2 separate regions of the Sus scrofa genome follow, and region 1 is linked to region 2. The links are chromatin contacts, called in public Hi-C maps. All regions are on one chromosome and are shown on one strand. Each heading gives the region's core, a stretch centred on a gene start, on an enhancer-like site or on the middle of the called end of the contact. The rest is flanking DNA. Distances are from core to core; before and after follow the strand shown. Region 1 holds the start of NAIF1 (nuclear apoptosis-inducing factor 1). Region 2 holds the start of TOR2A (prosalusin).

What was found. Hi-C and Micro-C count contacts between places; a contact is called where the count stands out from the background.
Region 1: a Hi-C map of liver shows a contact between it and region 2, with 3 times the contacts expected there. The contact joins the promoter of NAIF1 here to the promoter of TOR2A in region 2. A contact is called at or near these places in 2 of 47 Hi-C or Micro-C datasets (heart right ventricle and liver).

Annotation. Positions count from the first base shown.
Region 1 is chr1:268,526,388-268,533,801 of Sscrofa11.1, reverse strand. NAIF1 (nuclear apoptosis-inducing factor 1) reads left to right here and starts at 2,274. Exons shown (of 5, transcript XM_003480616.4): 1 at 2,274-3,596; 2 at 3,599-3,748; 3 at 6,006-6,089; 4 at 6,092-6,401; 5 at 6,403-7,414. The coding sequence starts at 3,239. The coding sequence ends at 6,475. SLC25A25 (solute carrier family 25 member 25) reads right to left here and starts at 2,050. Exons shown (of 11, transcript NM_001164510.1): 1 at 1,929-2,050; 2 at 1,797-1,926. The coding sequence starts at 2,050.
Region 2 is chr1:268,234,723-268,242,349 of Sscrofa11.1, reverse strand. TOR2A (prosalusin) reads left to right here and starts at 4,872. Exons shown (of 6, transcript XM_021069354.1): 1 at 4,872-5,096; 2 at 5,716-5,850; 3 at 5,853-5,980; 4 at 6,712-6,887. The coding sequence starts at 4,946. It overlaps SH2D3C (SH2 domain-containing protein 3C), which reads left to right. Exons shown (of 13, transcript XM_021069362.1): 11 at 915-1,026; 12 at 1,383-1,589; 13 at 2,765-3,383. The coding sequence ends at 2,940.

The DNA of each region.
Region 1 (7,414 bases), core at 1,025-3,524, 290 kb before region 2:
TTTGGACCAGTATCAAATGTGCCATGGAGGGAGTTCCCATTGTGGCGCAGCAGAAATGAATCTGACTCGTAACCATGAGGTTGCGGGTTCGATCCCTGGCCTCGCTCAGTGGGTTAAGGATTCAGCGTTGCGGTGGCTATGGTATAGCCTGGAAGCTACAGTTCTGATGCTACCCCTAACTTGGGAATCTCCATATGCCGCGGGCGAGGCCCTAAAGAACCAACAAAACAAACAAAACAGAAAACCAAATGTGTCATGGATCGAGGGAACACTGGAACACCAGATGAGGCACAAAGCATGGTGTATACACTCCTGAAGCCAGATGCACAGATGTGCCCGGTGGCAAGGTGGCAAACACCAGGTGGCCACATTCATGAAAGCAGTAAGGGTCACCCAGGCACAGGCACACACCTCCCTCAGCCAAAAGGCACAGGCCCTCTGAGTTTAGCCATCCTGTCTTTCCAAGTGACTTACTCATCAGTTATGGATTGGAAAATATCCAGCTCACAACAACATTCTGCATAAAACTTGTGTTCGAAGATTTTTTCTGTTTTTTTTTTTTTAAACTTGTCTCTCTGCTCCCGGACTTAACCCAGTGATTCTCTCTTGCACAGGGTTACCCTTGGTCTCCTAGGCTGATCCTGAGTAGGTTATACATCTTGGATGTTGAGCCAAGATATTTTGGACATGAGTTTAAAACACTTCACGTTAAACTACCCAGTCCATAAATTGGTTGAATTCACAGGGATTGGACCAGATGTTTCCCCACTCTTAGCTCTGAGAGATTCTCTAATTGCGCTGTGTATAAACAGACCAAAGGAACAAACTTCGAAGAGAAACAGGTTACTAGGTAAAGGGCTCATTAGTTTTCCTCCAGGTTTATAAATCGGGCTAAGCCATAATAGATGAACCATGTGGAAAAGGACAGCCACAGCTACAAAGTCAGATGGAGAAACATACCATGAGAGACAGAAGGGAGAGAAACAGCCTCTGCTTGAGGTTTTTAATACTGAAAGGACAGCACTTCTTGTCTGCCCTTCCTCCTTGGCTGGGAGCCTATTGGAGGACAAGAGTAACAATACCCCCTCCTGGGTGGGTCACACTTTCACTTTTAGGAAGGATTTCCCCCTAATTCTTTCATTCTAATCTGCAACCCTGTAAGAGATCACAATTCCATCTTCTGAATCAGCGTGTCCACGGGATGGCTCTAACTCCTGAGAATCATCAGTTCTCAACACCCCCAGATTCATCAGAAACCCCAGTTTCTTTTTTTTTTTCTAACTTCCACATGCTTCTGAGAGGAACCAGATCAGGGCCCACAGGCGGCATGGAAGGGAGCGGGAGAGGCGAGTGAGGGGTGTCCCTGGAGGAGGATGGATGAAACCATTAATGAAGGGTAGAGGGGAGCATCAAAGCTTACTCTTGAGGTCAGAAGGTGACATAAGGCAAACTTTTGAGATTTGACCTTCTACTTTGGGGAAAGCCCGACCAGAAAGGGGCTTTTCTACCATCAGAATGTCCAGAGAGTGCCCACCTGTAGCCAGGAGAGCCTTTCCTCCTGGCCCAAGAGCCCACAGAGGTCAAGAAGGAGCTCCACTCCCACCAGAAAATGGGGTGCCATCTGTCACCAGGGGGTCCCAGCCCACCCGAGAGGTCATCCACCAAGACAACCAAGCTCCAAGGGATTGCCCAAGAAGGCGATGGTGCAGACCAGACCTGTCACCTGGACCTCCCGAAGGTGCTGGGGAACGAAGGGAGTCCCCTCCCCGCCCACGCGGACAGAGCTCATTGCCTACCTGGAGCTCGCCCTCAGTGCGGTGCAGTCCCAGGCGCCGAAGCCCCACTGCTAAGTCGTTGACACACAAGCCGCCGTCGCGGTTGACGTCGAGAGTCTGGAAGAGGCTCCACAGGCGCAGCTGGTGGTCCGGCCCCCGCAGACGGCGCCGCCGCACGGGTCTACAGACGCCGGCGACGAGGCGGACGAAGAGGCGGTGGCGGCGGCGTCCGGCGGCGGGGAAGCCACGCAGCGGCACAACACACTGCTCACCATCGGGCGCGAGGCAAGGGCAACGGGCCGGCGGGGAGAGCACGAAAGATACGCGGGTGTCCCCAGACACTGAGCGCGGGCTCAGGGATGCCGGCAAGCTGGCCGGATGGGCGGCTTCCGGGAGCCCGGCCCCGCCTCTTGCCGCCTGGATGGTCACGCCCCTAGGCACGACGCCCGCCACTCATAGACCGGACGGCCACCTAGAGAGGCGGAGCCTCCCCAAGAACTGCCCACGCGGCCCTGGACTTACCCAGATCAATGGAGAGGGCGGGCGATCTCTGCTCAGCCAGGGGCCGATTCAAACTGAGGGAGGTGGGGATTGGCTGGGTCCGGCCGAGAGAGGAAGTCACGCTGTGATAGGCACAAGTCTTGTGATTGGCAGGCAGAAGGCCCCGTGTCATATTTCCATTGAGAAACGTGGTTTAGATGAAGGAATCGTAAAGATTGGAGGAGCTGTCCTATTCGTAGAGATTGTAATATCCGGTGAGAAGTAGGATTTACGTGAGGAGCAACTGTGAGATGCGCTTGCAAGGCAGAATTTGCGCACCTGGATGGAATTAAAAATTAATTGGCCAACATCTCAGGCCGCAAGCACTAGAGATCCTCAGGAGGCCGAGTTTTGGTAATCTAACTCCCTAAACCACAAATAAAAGAGCTGAATTTAACGGCGCAAAACTCGTAAAACTGATGATTGAACGACATGACTATTTTCCAATGGAAATGAATTAAGGCTAGGTTGGGTGGCGCGCTCCGTAGCGACAGACACGCCTTTAGACCAATCATCAGGCCAATTTCAGTAAATAGGCGGGCCCTTGGTTGAATGACAGATGGAAAGAACCAGTGAGCGACGTAATCTGTGAGCCTCGGCCAACCGGGAGGGTGGGTCCCCTGGAGAAGCTCTGGGAGGCGGGAAGAGGGGAAGTGGGCGGATCTCCGCACATCCCGGCGGAAGAGGCAGATTCAGGAAGCCATTACGCAGCTGGCTGGCAGCGGCTGAGCGAGTCGGAGCTGGGCCCTACGCAGTTTGCGTAACGAGGGGGGTTACCAAAGGCCTGGTGCTTGGCCTTGGACAAGCCCAGCCTATCCTCTGTAGGAGGGGGTGGGTGAGGAGCGAGGCTAAGGGAGAAGAGAAGGGGAATTTGGGCGGGTAGGGGATTATAATTTATTTAAAAGGCGGGGTGGGGAGAGGCCATGGCTGTCCCAGCCAAGAAGAGGAAGATGAACTTCTCTGAGCGAGAGGTGGAGATCATCGTGGAGGAGTTGGAATTGAAGAAGCACCTGCTGGTGAACCACTTCAACGCCGGGGTCCCTCTGGCTGCCAAGAGCGCAGCGTGGCATGGCATCCTGAGAAGGGTCAATGCCGTGGCCACCTGCCGCAGGGAGCTGCCCGAGGTCAAGAAAAAGTGGTCTGATCTCAAGACCGAGGTCCGTCGCAAGGTTGCCCAGGTCCGGGCGGCTGTGGAGGGTGGTGAGGCCCCAGGGCCCACTGAGGACGACGGAGCCGGTGGGCCTGGGACAGGTGGTGGCAGTGGCGGTGGTGGCCCAGCTGTAGCCCCGTACTGCTCACCCCCATGCAACAACGCATCTGCAACCTCCTGGGCGAGGCCACCATCATCAGCCTGCCCAGTACCACAGAGATCCACCCCGTGGCCCTTGGACCCACAGCCACTGCAGCCGCAGCCACAGTCACCCTGACACAGAGTGAGTGACCTCTCCCGCCCAGTCTGGCGAGCCTAAATGGGAAGGGCCAGCAAGAGCTGGGGCAGCCCAGGGAAGGTTGGCTGCCAAGGGTCAAAGGTCAGATGGGAGCCTTGGAAGACCACGAGGCCTTCTAAGAGCTCCGCAAGCAGAAACGATCTTGTTTTTTCTGGACTTCCTCAGCATGCAGTCTGGACTTCTGACAGGCTGGCTTGCTCTCCACTGTGTGGCCACCATTCGTGTCCATGACTGAACTATGTGGTCCTTGAAGACAGAGACCCTGTTTGTATCCTCACAGGACTTATCACAGGGCCTGGCACACCGTGGGCAGGCAGGACACATTTGTTGAACCAATAGGTGGATGGACATCGATTCTGGACAAAGACATTCCAGTTTCCAGGGTGGTGAGCATCCATCAGGCACTGCTGAGGAGCCTCATGGTTCCTGGTGTTATTCTGCTCCTCTGGTCACGCCTCAAACCTTAGCGCGATTCTGTGCCAGACCCTGTGCTCGGCGCTGGGATTACCAAGGTGTCTAAGAGATGGGCCAGTTATATTCTAGTAGGTCAGATAAGACACATATGTCGATAATGGCACTGTCAGTTGGGAGGCCCTAAGAGCTCAGAAGAGAAAGGGGGCTTCTTGGTGGGGGTGGAAGCACACAGTAGATGTTGGCATTAAAAAAGGGGTGGAGAAGACTCACCTTTTCCTACAGGCTTTTTTTTTTTTTTTTTGTCTCTTTGCCATTTTTTGGGCCGCTCCCGTGGCATATGGAGGTTCCCAGGCTAGGAGTTGAGTTGGAGCTGTAGCCGCTGGCCTATGCCAGAGCCACAGCAACACGGGATCTGAAGCGCATCTGCAACCTACACCACAGCTCACGGCAATGCCGGATCCTTCACCCACTGAGCAAGGCCAGGATCGAACCCACAAACTCATGGTTCCTAGTCGGACTCGTTAACCTACTGAGCCACGATGGGAACTCCTTCCTACAGGCTTGAAGGCCCAAACAGCCCAGCTAGAATGCCTTCAAGCCTACGAAGCACAACGAAATTGGTTGGTTGGACTTTTTCGTTCAGTTTGCATGGATGACTGTTTACTGCTCTTTGTGATGGGCTGGGAACTGCATTGGTCAGTGATTCTCAGTGGGGCTTGAGGGAACTGGCTGTATGTGTGCCATCTGCCCCCAGTGTCGTATTCTCAAGGACGTTGAGGTGGAAAAGGGGAGTGCGCACTGGTCTAGATCAGTTGCTGTTGTGGAACGGAAGGCCCTTTAGGTATTCCATTGGCCAAGGTGATTAAGGAGCCAGGAGGCCTTTCTTGGGTGCTTTAGCTGCTGGCTTCCCACTCCTGCTTCCTTTCGCCTTGGCCGTAAGAGACATGGAAGTCAAGAAAGCACCGAGGGTGGTGAGACCAGTGTGGCTGCAAACCGCTACCATCGAGGGTCCCACCAGGATGCCTGCCGTGTGCTGGCACTTCGGGGGCATGTGACCTTTCCTTCATTAGCCAGAAGCAGCCCGGTGGGTGATTATGAGCACATTGGCCTCTGGTACTGGGGAGACCTGGCTTTGCTGCCTGGACCTGCTGAATGAGCTGTGTGACCTTAGGCGAGTCCCTCCGTGTTTCCGTCTAACTCCTCCTCTTTGAGAATGCAGGTGACACTACCTTCCTCTTGGTGTCATTATGGGGATTCATGGAGCTAATGAATGCAAAGGGTTAGCACAATGCCTGGCACATGGGAGGTCCTCTACGTGTTTGGGTTTTTTTTTTGTTTGTTTTTTGCAAGTCCTAGCATTAGTATGTCTGCTTTTGCCAGATCTGGGACTGGTCCTTTGGTTATTAAGTGGATTAAGATTCTACGGAGTTCCCATTGTGGCTCAGTGGGTTAAGAACTTGACCAGTATCCATGAGGATGTGGGTTCGATCCCTGGCCTCACTCAGTGGGTCAAGGATCCCTCGTTGCTGCAAGTCTCTGCAGAGATTGCAGATGTGGCTTGGATTTGGCGTTGCTGTGGCTGTGGTGTAAGCTGGCAGCTCTGATTTGACCTTCAGCCTGCAAACTTTCATATGCCTCCCTATAAAAAGACCCCCCCCAAAAAATTTTTTTTAAACCCCTTAGATTCTAGACTTATACATAAAGGGCTATAAAGCCAGGGAGGCCTGAATTCCCCAGAGCAGGGCGTGATGGCCTCCTGCCCCTCCCACGTGGCCAGCCTCACTCTTTCTAGAAAGTGACCTGCCACTGCCTTTGCTCTTCCCCACAGTCCCGGCAGAGACCACCTACCACACGCTGGAGGAGGGAGTGGTGGAGTACTGCACGGCTGAGGCGCCCCCGCCCCTGCCACCCGAGGCCCCGTGGAGGTGATGGCCCCGCACGCTGACGCCTCGGTCAAGCCACAGGCGCTCAAGAGCCGCATAGCCCTCAACTCCGCCAAGCTGATCCAGGAGCAGCGGGTCACCAACCTGCACGTGAAGGAGATCGCCCAGCACCTGGAGCAGCAGAACGACCTGCTGCAGATGATCCGCCGCTCCCAGGAGGTCCAGGCCTGCGCCCAGGAGCGCCAGGCTCAGGCCATGGAGGGCACCCAGGCGGCCCTGAGCGTCCTCATCCAGGTCCTCCGGCCCATGATCAAAGATTTCCGCCGCTACTGCAAAGCAACATGCCCACCCTGCCACTGCCTCTGACCCTGGACAGGTGGCCCAGAACGGGCAGCCTGACGGCGTCATCCAGTGAGGGCCGGGGTCCAGCCAGCCTTCCACCGGGAGTGGATGACACGCCGTGGTCTCGCAAGTGGGTCGTGTGGGTGGCCTCAGGCTGGGACCCGCCCCGTGGACAGCTCCAATGCGATAGACATTTAGGGGTCCACTGTTTCTGAGGCTGGAAGGAGACTGGGCAGAAGAATGGGTTGGGTTCCTAGGACTCAAACTCTCTTACCCCTGCCCCTTGAACTGTCCTGCGAAGAGCCTGAAGATTGGCTAGGTGGGTGGGGGTCGGGCGGCTGGTGATGGGACCCAAGTTGGCATGCGCCAGGGCCTGTGACGTGACCCAGACTCAGACCAGGACCACTGCAAGGAACGGTCTCTCCCTAGCGGGGGGTGGGGAGGGATGGGGTCTCACAGCCGGGCGTCTGCGCTGAAACACCCCCTCCGTCGAGGTGCCATCTTCCGGAGTAAGCTAATGTCAGTAGTGCTGGCGGTAGCACCATAATATCTCCTTCCTCCCTCGGGAGGCAGACCGCCGTGTGGGCCTGAGGAGGAAACCCCACCCTTTCCTCCTTGTCACTGTGCCTCAGTTCTCAGGGGACTCTAGTTAGCGCCATGCTCTCCACCCACCCAGCGCGCCTGGGCACAGCAGGGGCCCCTGCATGACACCCAGGCTGCGGCCCATCAGGAATGCTGGCTGTGGTGGGGACAGCTTGGCCGCCGTCTGGTCTTCCACTGCGACCCCGGGCAGCCCTTTGGTGGTCTGTCCCAACGGCTTTTGACTCAGGTCAAGCATCAGGCTTTGGGTGCTGTCAATTTTCTTTGCTGTCCCACAGCAGCGGCTCTGAGGCGACCTGTGGGCTCCTTCCAGAAGGCTTGCTTCAAGCCAGTGGTATTTATTCGGTGCATGAACCTGCTCTGGGAAGGCCTCCAGGACTTCGGAGGGCCGCTCTGGCCACGCCCTTCCTCC
Region 2 (7,627 bases), core at 3,623-6,122:
CTTTGTGACTTTCTAGGTAGCATTGGTGACAGGGTACCTGGGAGAACTGAGCCCTTTAAGTGCTAACCTGCTCCCAGACCGAGCCTTTCCAGTTAGTTCCCCCACCTGTCAAATGACTGAGGAGCATTATATGTGTTTAAAGAAGAAATATGAAGGCGTTCCCTCATGGCTCAGCGGTTAACGAACCTGACCAGGATCCATGATGATGCAGGTTCAATCCCCGGTCTTGCACAGTGGGTTAAGGATCTGGCATTGCTGTGGCTGTGGTCTAGGCCAGCAGCTGTAGCTCCGATTTGACTCCTAGCCTGGGAACTTCCCTATGCTGCAAGTGCGACCCTAAAAAAAAAGAATAAATATGAAATGGCTGTCAAGTAGCAAGCACCGAGTATATGCGAGGTGCTACACTGAGTACTTTAGAGGCACTGATTCCTCAAAATAATCTCCTGAGGGGCGTGCCTTTACTGTCCCCATTTCACTTATGGAGAAATTGAGGCAGAGTAGTACTTAGCTAAGGTCACACAGTCGGGGCTGAAAAAGTTGGGATTTGAACCAGGTCTGTCTAAATTCAGAGCCTGGTCCTCACCCACACTACACTTCTTGTCCTTTGCCTTGAGAACAGTAACAACAGGGTCTCAGAGGCAGTGGTTCAAGTCCCAGCTCTGCCACTTCTTTCTGGAATGACTCGGGCAAGTCACTCGCTCCCACTCTGAGCCATAGCTGCCTCATCTGTAAAACAGGTTGTTTCAAGGGCTTCGTGGGACATGGCGTGAAAAGCTGTCAGCACTGTCCCCAATATGTGATTGGTGACCACACTAATCATTATTATGCCATATCTGGGTGTCCACTGGGGAGAGTGGCCTGTGGCCCCAGCAGGCCCTTTCCCTGGCTGGTCGCTCACAGTCTCGTCTCCCCAGATTGCCCGGCTGGAGCAGACATGGGTGACCCTGCGGCAGCGACACACAGAGGGCGCCATCCTCTATGAGAAGAAGCTCAAGCCGTTTCTCAAGAGCCTCAATGAGGGCAAAGGTACCTCCCCCACCTTGCTGTGTGACCTTGGACAGACTGCAGCCCTCTCTGGATGGGCAGCGACTCCCCCAGGGTGGAGAGAATGAAGGCCTGCCTGAGCTCTGGGCTGCTCTTCTCCTTGTGCTCACTTTCCGCACCTGGCACCAGCGGATGTCACCTCCCGGGCGGGGCTCAGGGCTGGGTCAAGGCTGCAGTGGGTTCAGCTGGAGGCCTCTGAAAGGGAGGGTTTGTCTCAGGAGCCCGAATCCTGGGGGGCTCTCTCTGGGACCTCCGGCAGGCCCCTTCCCCCACACATCCTCAAGTTTCTGGGACCGCGGTGGAGGGTGGGGCCTCTAAGCGCTGTCTCCGCCCTGCAGAAGGCCCCCCGCTGAGCAACACCACGTTTCCCCACGTGCTGCCGCTCATCACTCTGCTGGAGTGCGACACGGCCCCAGCCGAGGGCCCCGAGCCCTGGGGCAGCACGGAGCACGGCGTGGAGGTGGTGCTGGCCCACCTGGAGGCCGCCCGCACAGTGGCACACCACGGCGGCCTGTATCACACCAACGCCGAGGTCAAGCTGCAGGGTGAGTCACAGGTGGCATCTGGGGGCCTCCCTCCGCGTGACTTGCTCTCTCCTCTCCTCCACGCATCCGTTCAACCTTTCTCCATCCCTCTTTTGTGCCCCATCTCCCCGACCTCTTCTTCTCACCCCTTGTCTTCTCTCATTCAGAAAGTTTGATGATTGTTACTGGCAGGCACCAGGTCGGGCGAGGGGCGGGGGACACACAGAGTGATTCAAAGAGCACCATAGCTATGTATCTTAGCTTCTCTACGCCTCAGCTTTCTAATCTGTGAAGTGGGCATCCTAACAGGCCCACTTTGCAAGGTTCTTTGCAAAACACTCGCCCTGGGACCCTGGGGTTGAGGCAGACCTGCCCTGCCTTCAGGAAGCTCACAAGCTGCTTGAAATGGAGAAGAGACAGAGTGCCTTCAGACAATCCACCTTTTACTTCTTCCTTTTTGGGGGGTGGTGGGGGACTGAAGGTACAGCAGGTAGAAGTTCCCAGGCTGGGGGTTGAATAGAAGCTACAGCTGCTGGCCTACCCTACAGCCACAGCCAGGCCCAATCCAAGCTGTGCCTGTGATCTATTCCACAGCTTACGGTAACTCTGGATCCTTAATGCACTGAGCAGGGCCAGAGATCAAAACTGCATTCTTATGGACAGTAGTCAGGTTCATTTCTGCTGAGCCACAACGGGAACTCCTACGTCTTTACGAAATGTTTAAGTCATAAAAATTCATTGCAGGGGGAGTCCCCTTTGTGGCACAGCAGAAACGAATCTGGCTAGTATCCATGAGGATGCAGCTTCAATCCCTGGCCTCACTCAGTGGGGTGGGGATCTGGCATTGCCGGGAGCTGTGGTGTAGGTTGCAAGACGAGGCTCAGATCCTGCGTGGCTGTGGCTGTGGTGTAGCCAGCAGCTATAGCTCGGATTCGACTCCTAGCCTGGGCACTTCCACATGCCACCAGTGCGGCCATAAATAAACAAATAAATAAAACTATGTGTTACCAATAGTAGGACAGAGACTAGGTGCTGAACTGCTTGGTCTTGTTCCTCAACTAACCTTGTTGGGTCCCTGGCAGAGGTGGGGGGAGGTCCCTTGGAATGGGGCCCCAAGGGAGGTGATGGCTCTGAGCAGGAGCCCCAGCCGCCCCAGCTGGACAGCAGTCCCCTGACCCCTGTGCCCCACCCTGCAGGGTTCCAGGCCCGGCCGGAGCTCCTCGAGGTCTTCAGCACGGAGTTCCAGATGCGCCTCCTCTGGGGCAGCCAGGGTGCCAGCAGCAGCCAGGCCCGGCGCTACGAGAAGTTTGACAAGGTCCTCACTGCCCTGTCACACAAGCTGGAACCTGCCGTCCGCTCCAGCGAGCTGTGACACCCCCGCCATGGACCCTTCCCCTCTGCAGCTGCGGGCAGCAATGGGGCCAGAAGGGCACAGACCTCTCCCCAGAGCACCCCAGGGACACTGTGATCAGCCTGAGAATGTTCTGGGTTCAACCCAGGATCTCCCTCGTACCGCCAGGGTCTTACGTGGACTCTGGGCTCCATCCCACCTGCTACTCATTCACCGAGCTTCCCTTCAGGAAGAACTGGAATGCCTGGTTCTTCCTCCAGCTTCGGCTTCTCCACTTCCCGCTGAGGTGCCCTGTGTTTGAGCGGCGGGAGGCTTCTCACGCCTCCTCCTGCTTCTCCAGGCATCTGTCCCCCACGGACACCCAGGCCTCCCTCTGGCTGTAAATACATCTGTCTGTTATGTAAATAGATGTACAGAAACCACGTTCTTTCTTTCATATAATAAACTTTTATGACTTTCTTCTATCTCTCAGGGGGCCCTGGGGTGGAAGGAACCATCTTTTCTCACGTGAAAGGTGGAAAAATTCATTCAACAAACACTTATTTAGCACCTGAAACATTCCAGATTGTACCCAGAGCCAGAGTTACAGGCAATACTAAAACCCAGCTCCTGTCCTGGAGGAGCCCACAGGCCAGTAGGGAAGGTAACTAATTCCAAACAGAGAAATCCTGCCCCCCGTCCCCTCCCCCACCCCATTCCCTTCCTCCAGAAGCCATAGCAAAGCTTCTGCACAAAGGTACAGCCAAGGATCCCAGATACTTGAAGTGGAAGGGCTTTTTGAAATCTAAGACTCCAGCTCCCCTAGGGAGATCGAGAACTGGAGGGAGAAGGGACTTGCCCTTGGTTCCAGCCTCAGAATGAGAAAGGCTGGAATCTGGGCATCCTGACCTGGAGTTCTTTCCTTTTCTGCTCCCAAAAGTGGGAACCACTAATTTCTTTTCAGGTTTTGAAACGTGGCCACAGAAATCCTTGCTGCGTGCTGTGTGCGTGCATGCATATGTGTGTGTGCGTGTGCGTGTGTGTGTGTGTACCATTACAGTAGCTCTGAAAGAATAATAAATAAAGGATTATGACCACAAAGGGTAGATGGGGCAGGGAATCTTTGAGGAGAGCCACGAAAGCAGTTGTCTTGATTTCATGGGTTGGGGAGGTAGGCAATGTAGATCCACATGATGCCAGGCCAGACTAGAGGCCTGGGGAGCCTATTGACTGAATTTGAATTGTCCAAGATCCGTTGCCTTTGACCAAGAGAGGATGGGTGACGGTGTGTTAGATCTTTGGCAGCAGCCAGATTTGGGTTCTGTTCTATTGTTCACTAGCCAGGTGGCCTTGGATAAGGGGCTTAACCTCTTGGGTCCCAATTTCCTTCTCAGTAAATGGGGACAATAACAGATCTGATCCCTTTTGCTTGATGTTAAAGCACATAGCAGCTGCTACATAAGGGACAGCCATGTTTCATAATGGATTGTCAATGGTCATCTATTGATTGCTTTGTGAGCCAACACACTTTATGTGCCTGTACCTCCTTGAAATATCACCATTCCTCTGTGTGACAGGTACGGTTATCACAAGATATATAAGGCGCCTCACACTAATGCACATAGTAGGTGTTCACCAAAATCTATCAGCGCTCTTTTATCATATAAAAGAGAAAAAAGAGCACGGAAAGGGCGCTTTGCAAGGTGTAAAGTGCCCCCACAAGTTTTTGCTACAATTGTTACGTCACCCTTTGTGGTCATAATCCTTTATTTATTATTCTTTCGGAGCTACTGTGATGGTCCCCCTAGTTACCGTAGCCATGGAAACGCAGCCGCAGTCCTGGATTGGACGGTTCGCGGGCTCCCCCTGTAGATCATCTTCCGGTCCTGCAGCGGGACGACCAAGGGGCGGGCCTTTGAGAGGGGAGAGAGGGGAGTCGGGAGTTGTAGGCTACAGACGGTGGCTGCCGCAGAGCGATGCACGTCGGGAGTTGTAGTTCTCGAACGAGGCAGTTGGCGGCCTCAGACCCAGCTCCGGCCTCACCCGGATGGCGGCTGCGACGTGCGGCTGCAGCCTCTGGAGTTCGCTCCTCGGGCTGCTTGGGCTGGTCTCGGCCGCGGCCGCCTCCTGGGACCTGACATCGCTGCGCTGCAACTTCGGCACCTTCTGTGAATGTGACTTCCGGCCAGACTTCCAGGGTGAGGAGCCTCGGGAGCCTGAACTGGGGGAGCTGGTAGACCGGGGAGCTCTCGGAACCCAGGGTTGCTCCGGGGCCGGACCTGGAGGAGAGAACGGGGGGCAGGACCCCCAAACTTACGGGCGGCCAAGGCCGGAAGTGGGCCTGACGTTGAGGGACCCTGGGAGCTTAGGGCACGGGGCTTGGGACAAGGGTTTGGGGATGCCTATCTGGGGTCTAGGCACAGTCCTGCCAGGATGGAGAGGGTCTTTTGACAGCTGGGCCTTGGCAGGGGTGGGGGGCGTTTATGCCTCCACACTGGACTGGCTGTCAAGGGAGAAGCCTGCCTTGGAGATGGGCAGGGATTTGGAGGCGATTCTCTTGACAGCTCGCACCCCCTTAGGTCCGAACGCAATCCAGAGGGCCACCTGATGGGGGCGCTGCCGAGCTGAGTCAGGCCTGAGGGTCGCTCCTATGACCAGAGAATCCAAGGGCCACTCTCCCTTTCCGCAGACCGCTCGTAAAACTGTCCCAGAACACGCGGATCCTTAGACCAGGTTCCAGACGTGGTTTGCCTCCTGAACCTCTTCCGTGGTGGGCGTGTGTCCTCAGCTCTGATACTGTCCTTCTTGTGGTCCTAGGTCTGGAGTGTGACCTGGCCCAGCACCTGGCGGGCCAGCACTTGGCCAGGGCGCTGGTGGTGAAGGCACTGAAGGCTTTCGTGCAGGACCCAGCCCCCACCAAGCCGCTGGTCCTCTCTCTGCATGGCTGGACGGGCACGGCAAGTCCTATGTCAGCTCCCTGCTGGCACACTACCTCTTCCGGGGTGGCCTCCGCAGCCCCCATGTGCATCACTTTTCCCCCGTCATCCACTTCCCCCACCCCAGCCACATGGAGCGCTACAAGGTAGGCTGGTGGCGTCCTAGACCATTGTCCTGTGGGGTGCCAGACCCAAGGGAGGGAGACCTGAGCCCAGAGAGGGGAATCCCTTACTCGCTCCAGGCCACACAGCCAGGTGAAGCCTCAGCTCTCAGGACCCATCCTGAACAGAGCTTGGGATGGTGCCATCTGGCAGGGAGTTCTCGGTTTAATTCCTGGGGAGCAGTCATGGCACCTACCTGCTAGGGTTGTTGTGTGGGACATTACAGATTCGCAGGTATTTTTTATTGAACATTTACCTTTGCCAGTCTGTCTGCATTATCCTCTCTCTGTAAAGCACTTAGCCTCAATTTGAGTAAGCCCCCAGGAAATATTAGCTCACATCACTCTTGATGCTGTTGAATGCAAGGTACCTTCCAGGCTGATCTGTTTCAGCTGTCAACGCTGTTGGGCAGGTTCAGGAAGCAGGAAGGAGCCTATCCCTTTTCTTGAAAGCAGTAGATTTCAGGGAAGGAGCCTTGAACAGGCAGGTGTGAGGCCTGGGTCTGAGTCCCTGTTCTCCTGCTAACTTGCTGTGCGAGTTTGGGCAAGTCTCTACCCCTCTCTGGGCCACAGTTTCACCCTCAGTCTCATTAAGGGATTGGGGCTCTCTGGGAGACCTGTCTTCTTGGGAAGGAGATTAGTTCTTGCCTTGGGAAGAAGTCCAGGCCGGGGGAGCATCTCCAGGCCCCCCACATGCTCTTGCCTGCCTCCCACAGAAGGATCTCAAGAGCTGGATCCAGGGGAATCTCACTGCCTGCAGCCGCTCCCTCTTCCTCTTCGATGAGATGGACAAGCTGACCCCAGGCCTGATAGAGGTCCTGCGACCTTTCTTGGGCTCCTCCTGGGTTGTCTATGGGACCAACTACCGCAAAGCCATCTTCATCTTCATCAGGTAGGGCTGGCTTTGCGGGGACACTTCTCAGAGGTCTCAGCTCTCCAGTCTTTTTTAATTTATTTTTATTTTTAGGTAGGGCCGCACCAGCGGCACATGGAGGTCCCAGACGAGGGGTAGAATTGGATCTGTAGCTGCCGGTCTACACCACAGCCACAGCAACGCGGATTCTTAACCCACTGAGCAAGGCCAGGGATCGAACCTGCGTCCTCATGGATGCTAGTCAGATTTGTTTCTGCTGAAACAATGGGAACTCCTCAGCTATCCAGTCTTGGCCTGTGGTCCCACTGCAGAATACCATTCCCCAAAGGCCCATTTGGACTTTCCCAGCATCCTCCATACGCTCACTGGTGCTTCTGTCATTCAAGGTCATTGGCTTCCCTTTGACATTCTCAAAGCCCATTCTGGGCTCAGTCTCTTAAACCTCATTTCCTTGTGGAACCCCTGCTGGGTTAAGAGGTTTTTCCCTCTTTTGAGACCCAGAGGACACAGGTGGGAATGAAACAAAGCTAGAGTTTCATTCCCACCTCTGAGAGTCTTCGCTGTGTTTCCTCAGGCCAATCACTTTCCCTCTCTGAGCTCCCATCTCCTCTTCTGAACAGCGGGGCCAATCCTAATTCCCCACTGTCCTCCTCGAGGTGGAACGAGGAGGGAAAGTCCTTTAAGGGACCTAAAAGTGTCCTATAAACTGTTCAGGGCAGAGTGTGTATAGGCAAATTTCCAGGGGTCACGGTCAGGGA